Regions from separate parts of the Mus musculus genome. Here region 1 is linked to region 2. Evidence: chromatin contacts called from public Micro-C data. All regions are on one chromosome and are shown on one strand. Each heading gives the region's core, a stretch centred on a gene start, on an enhancer-like site or on the middle of the called end of the contact. The rest is flanking DNA. Distances are from core to core; before and after follow the strand shown.

Region 1 (2,730 bases), core at 93-2,592, 110 kb after region 2:
ATCTGTTTGTGGGGTGAATCCATGATTGAGCCTTGACTTTAACCCCATCTTAATTCTTCCCTTGTGGGGAGAACACAGATCAGACTCACTTTGTGTGTGTGTGTGTGTGTGTGTGTGTGTGTGTGTGTGTGTATCAGAGTGCCTTTATATTGTTCTAGGCCTTGCTGTGTAGAGACCTGGATTGCCCCAAACTCATCCTAACCTCCTGCCTCTGCCTCCAGAGTGCATAACCACAGCCCCATCTTCTCTTTTTTTCTCTTCTTCCTCTTCTTCCTCCTCCTCCCCTCCTCCCCCTCTCTTCCTCCCTCCCTCCCTCTCTTTTATAGGCAGGGTCTCATCAAGTACATCAAGTAGTCTAGGTTGGAGCCTGGAAGTCAATATTTAGTTATCCCGGGCCTAAAGTCACAGAGATTCTTCTGCCTCTGCCTCCTGAGTGTTGGAATTAAAGGTACGCACTACTACAGTCCCGCCCTTTGTGTGTGTGTGTGTGTGTGTGTGTGTGTGTGTGTGTGTTTCATCCAGTAGTCTTGGCCAGGGCCTCAGGGCCTGGAATTTAATATTTAATTAAGAAAATGCTGGGCCTAAAGTCAGAAATCCTCCTGCCTCTGCCTTTTGAGTGAAGAATTAAAGGTGGGCAATACCATAGCCACACTTTAATTTCTTTTTTCTTTTCGGTTTTTTTTTTTTTTTTTTTTTTTTTTTTGGAGACAGGGTTTCTCCGTATAGCCCTGGCTGTCCTGGAACTCACTCTGTAGACTAGGCTGGCCTCGAATTCAGAAATCCACCTGCCTCTGCCTCCCAAGTGCTGGGATTAAAGGCGGGTGCCACCACTGCGGCTTAATTTTATTATTATTTTTTAAGGCAGGGTCTTATCCAGTAGCCTTGGTTGGAGCCTGGAAGTCGATATTTAGTTAGACACAATACTGGGCCGAAAGTTAGGGATCCTCCTGCCTCTGCCTCCTGAGTGCTGGAATTAAAGATGGATACCAGCACCAACGCAGCAATCCCCCCTACCGCCCCCGCCTTATTTTCAAACATGGACTCATCCAGTAGTCTTAGCCAGAGCCTGGGAAATCGATATTTAGTTAGCGAAGAAAGGCCGGGCCTAAAGTCACAGAGATGCACCTGCCTCAGCCTCCTGGCCAACGCTGTAAGTCTCCCTCCACATCCGGCTCTAGATTCAAAAAAGCGTTGGAGGAGTGGGGGGGCGAAATCCCGTGAAAGTGGGCGGAGCCTGAGACGTCCAATCAAGTGGCGGCTTGTATGGGGGGCGGGGCCCGAGCTTATTTCAGCGGCGTGGGAGCAGAACGTTGTGTTAAAGCTTCGGCGGCCACGAGAGCGAGCGCTTCCTGTCAGGTCTCTGTGAGTTTGAGGCCAGCGGGGGAGACAGAGGGACCGGAGGGCTCCGGGGCGGCTCGGAGACATCTTGCTTCTGTCCATCTCTGGTAAGCCATTTTGTCCCTCAGTAGCAGCAGCAGCGGGCGAGGCCGGAGGATCGCTTCAACCCTTGGTAAAAAAAAAAAAAAAAACAACAAAATAAACGCCCCACTCCGTGCCATCACCCCGTGCTCTTCCAGACACGTCGGGGAGACTTGACTAACGGGTGCGCTGACAGGATAAGGCCGTTCTTTCTCACTCTGCTTTTTTTTGAAGTAGGCCTTCGTCTGTGAGGGCCCCAGGGCCCGCCAGGAAATCAGTGCGTCGTTTCGGGCTTCAAACACTTCCGGCATGCTAGGATTAAGTGCCGAGTTATCGAGCCTGTGTGACTGACTGAAGAATAACTTGAGTGTGGCTAGGATTAGGAGTGTGTGCTCGCACACCTTGTTTATCAATGCATTCCATCAGCCAGGTTGCTTCCCCCCCCAGTCAGAGATTGCTTCTTTTGAACTTTGCCACCCCCACCCCCCCCCAAGGCTAACAACCGTTTTAATTCGAAGTTCCTCACTAGATCGGGCCTTCCGAGAGGATGGGGGTAGGCTGGGCCCTTAGGCAGTCATCTGGGCATCTGGCCTAGATGGGTGGGTCACATCCTGCGTTAGATTCATTACATTTACGAAGTAGTAGTGAAATGCTTTTAAGGGTGTGGGTGTGTGTGTGTGTGGGGTCCCAGCATTAGGAAGGTTTGAGAATTGCTGTGCAAAGCTGGGTGGGTGGTGGTGGCTCCAGCACTCAAGAGGCAAAGGGCCAGCCTGGTCTATAGTAAGCCAAACTTGGGTAGAGTCACTCATGACTTTGATTTCTTGTTGGAGTACTGTCTGAGATGGGTAGATATTTATTCATATTCTCTCAATTTACTAGGCAGACCAGGTTAGATGGCATAGGGTTTTAATGAGTTGTAGACAGACTTTTTAAAAGTGGGCATAGTGCCAAATGCCCTTTGGGGAGGTGGGTGGAGGTTGGTTTGGGGTTTTTTTGAGGCAGGGTTTCTGTGTATATCCACCATGGCTGTCCTGTGCCAACACACTGGGCAGCCTGGAACTTATGTAGATCCCTCTACCTTAGTTTTGAGTGTTCTGATGATAATGTGAGTCACCGCTCTAGACTTAGAAGAAACTTTTCTCCTACAGAAATTCAACCCTTGGCATTTAAAGTTTTTAGTCAGGTGTGATGGTGAATACCTTTAACCCCAGCACTTGGGAAGCAGAGACAGGAGGATCTCTGAGTTCAAGGCCAGCCTAGTGGACTACAGAGTGAGTTTCAGGTCAGGTTGGGAAACCATGTCTACAAACA
Region 2 (2,700 bases), core at 25-2,524:
ATCACCATGCCTGACAGTTTTTATCTTTTACATAAATTCTGAGGCTTGAACTCTGGTCCTTATCCTTGCACACCAAGCACGCTCTACCAATCGAGCTACCTCTCCACCTCCAGCCCTCTCTGCTTTTTTGAGAGAAGCTCTCACTGTGTATACAGGACAGGCTAATCTTGATTTCTCCCTGCCATGGACTTCCAAACACTGGGATTAGAGGCTTGTGTACCAACCAACACACCTGGGCTAAACAGCTCTTTATTAATGTAGACAACTCTTGGCAGGCTTGGCCCTGCCACCCCAGGGGAGAGCATGGTATCCCCCTAACACATGACCAGCATCTGGAGCCATTTGCTGAGTGACTGACGGGCAGGCACAATCCTCCTTGGATTTATCACCCTCTCACTGTACAGTGGCTTTCACTGCAGAGCAGGTGAACGCCCTTCCCTACTGTAGGGCAGCAGTGACAGGACCCAGAACAATTCACCAGTGAGGGTGAACTCTGTGTGGCCCTGCCTGTCATTCGCTGTCACGGGTTTTGCCATAGACCAAGCTCGTTTAATGAGATGGGACACGACTGTCAGGCTGCACGATGCTGCTGGCAGGTAGGATGTGCATTTAAGAGAGGGGTGTCGGAACTGAGGTAAGCGGAGCCATGCTCCTAGCTCCTCTGAGGAACTCCTGCATGTAAATGTTAGGAGCCTGTTCCCTTGACCTCACAGTGGGTGAAGGGTTGTACATGACACTTCTGGCTGGCTGGCCCCAGTGGGCTGGAAGCAGCTTTTGAAAGTTGTTTTTTTTTTTTTTTTTTTTTTTTTTTTTCGTTTGTAGCTGGACCAGGGCAAGGAAGAAAGAGCTGGGGTATGGCTCAGTGGTAGAGTCCAGGGTTAGTATACAGCAGCCCTGGGATCATTCCCCAGAGTCAAAGGAAGGAGGAATGAAAGACAGGGAGGGGAAAGGAAAAGAAGAAAAACAAAGGTAGCTATGGGGGTGGGGTGGGGAGGGGAGAGGGCAGGGGTGGGATGGGAGAGGTAGGGGTGGTATTGTAATCTCAGCACTTGAAGGACTGAAGCAGAAAGTTCCTGAGCATGACATATCCCTGGGCTCCAGGAAGATTCTGCTGAGAAGGAATAGGAGAAGGAAGAGGAGGAAGAGGAGGAGGCAGAGAAGGAAGAAAGAAAACAGAAAAGGCAGCAGGTCTGTGGCTGCTAAGGACTTTTATTTTGACAGCTAGAAGTCAGTAAGTGACTGGGCAGGAGGAAGGGGGAGGGATACTCCAGGCCACCCAAGCACACCCTCCCCTCCTCTCCTCTCCTCTCCTCTCCTCTCTGAAGGGTCCAGGGGGTCAAAGTAGTTACTTCTGACTGAATTTACACAAGAATGAATAAAACCTACAACCGGGAACTGGGCGTGGTGGCACACACCTTTAATCCAGAGCACTCGGGAGGCAGAGGCAGGCGGATTTCTGAGTTTGAGGCCAGCCTGGTCTACAGAGTGAGTTCCAGGACAGCCAGGGCTACACAGAGAAACCCTGTCTCGGAGAAAAAAAAAAAAAAACCTACTACCGGGTGCTTTCCTGGGGTCTTTACAAAACTCCTGCAACAAGTACCATTCCTGCTTTTCAGGAGGATAGTGAGGGTGAGGTGGAGAGTTAGGGGGCCGTCAGCTCAGTGAGCAGGTGGCAATGGTGGCTTCAGTCAGAATCCAGATCCATCAGAGTGCAAAGCCCACTCTACTTAAAGATTGATTTATTCATGCATGAGTACACTGTAGCTGTCTTCAGACACACCAGAAGAGGGCATCTGATCCCATTCCAGATGGTTGTGAGCCACCATGTGGTTGCTGGGAATTGAACTCAGGACCTCTAGAAGAGCAATCAGTGCTCTTAACCGCTGAGCCATCGCTCTAGCACTTACAAAGGCCACTATGTCTCTGGGTCACTCTTGCCTCACTCCTTGAAGGTTCTCCCCCTCTCTCCCTCCTCCACGCCCCCCCCCCCCGCCCCCCCCCCCCGTCCATCCTTGGATGTTCAGACACATGCGTGAGCACATGTGGGCAGGTGTGTGCACATGTATGTGGAAGCCAGAGGTCAACCTCAGGCACACTTCCTAGATAGAAACTGTCTTCTGCCTTGTCTTCTGAGAAGAAGTCTCTCTAGGACCCAGAATTTGCTGATTACGCCCAGTTGGCAGCTGGCTAGTGAGTTCCACCCAGGGAATCCTCCTTCTTCTCCCCCCCCCCCCCCGCCCCCCCAGACCAGGAGACTGCAAGCACTTGCCACCATGCCTGGCTTTTTGTGTGGGTGCTGGGAACTGAACTTAGGTTCTCATGCCTGCAAGACAAGCACTTTACCAACACAGCCACTCCCCAGCCCTGAGCCTGTACCCTTTAAGGAAAAGGCTGGGTACACTGTTGACCACGGATGGTTTCTAATGGAGCTTGAAGCTGGGCTGCTGAGGTCCATCTCCCGACACTGCTGCTACCCACCCCAACCTTCACCCATTGCCCAGGGGAAAGCCCCTCTCTCTACAGAAAAGCCAGGAGGAAGTATCTCCATGGGCTTAGCCATACTGGGCCATTCACTATTTCCTCCCTATGAGGTTCTAGAACTTTCTTTTGAGCAAACTGCTGTTCTGCTGAGTTTACTGCCCCGCCTGAAGACACAGAATGAGTAGGTGAATGACAGTGACACTTTTTAGGGTTCCAGGA

Evidence for each region. Hi-C and Micro-C count contacts between places; a contact is called where the count stands out from the background.
Region 1: a Micro-C map of embryonic stem cells shows a contact between it and region 2, with 2.5 times the contacts expected there. The contact joins the promoter of Pramel1 here to the enhancer-like site in region 2. A contact is called at or near these places in 1 of 39 promoter capture datasets (hippocampal neurons), 2 of 484 Hi-C or Micro-C datasets (embryonic stem cells and nephron progenitors) and 1 of 9 other capture datasets (adipose tissue).

Annotation. Positions count from the first base shown.
Region 1 is chr4:143,393,099-143,395,828 of GRCm38.p6, forward strand. Pramel1 (PRAME like 1) reads left to right here and starts at 1,343. Exons shown (of 4, transcript NM_031377.2): 1 at 1,343-1,445.
Region 2 is chr4:143,285,972-143,288,671 of GRCm38.p6, forward strand. All of the region lies in intron 1 of Pdpn (podoplanin), which reads right to left. Among named protein-coding and RNA genes, the nearest start is that of Pdpn, 12 kb to the right of the region's middle. Within about 2 kb of position 1,275, at least 103 of the 459 cell types and tissues checked have an H3K27ac peak or open chromatin away from gene starts, as enhancers often do. A contact at or near this core is called in adipose tissue and embryonic stem cells, where this site is marked.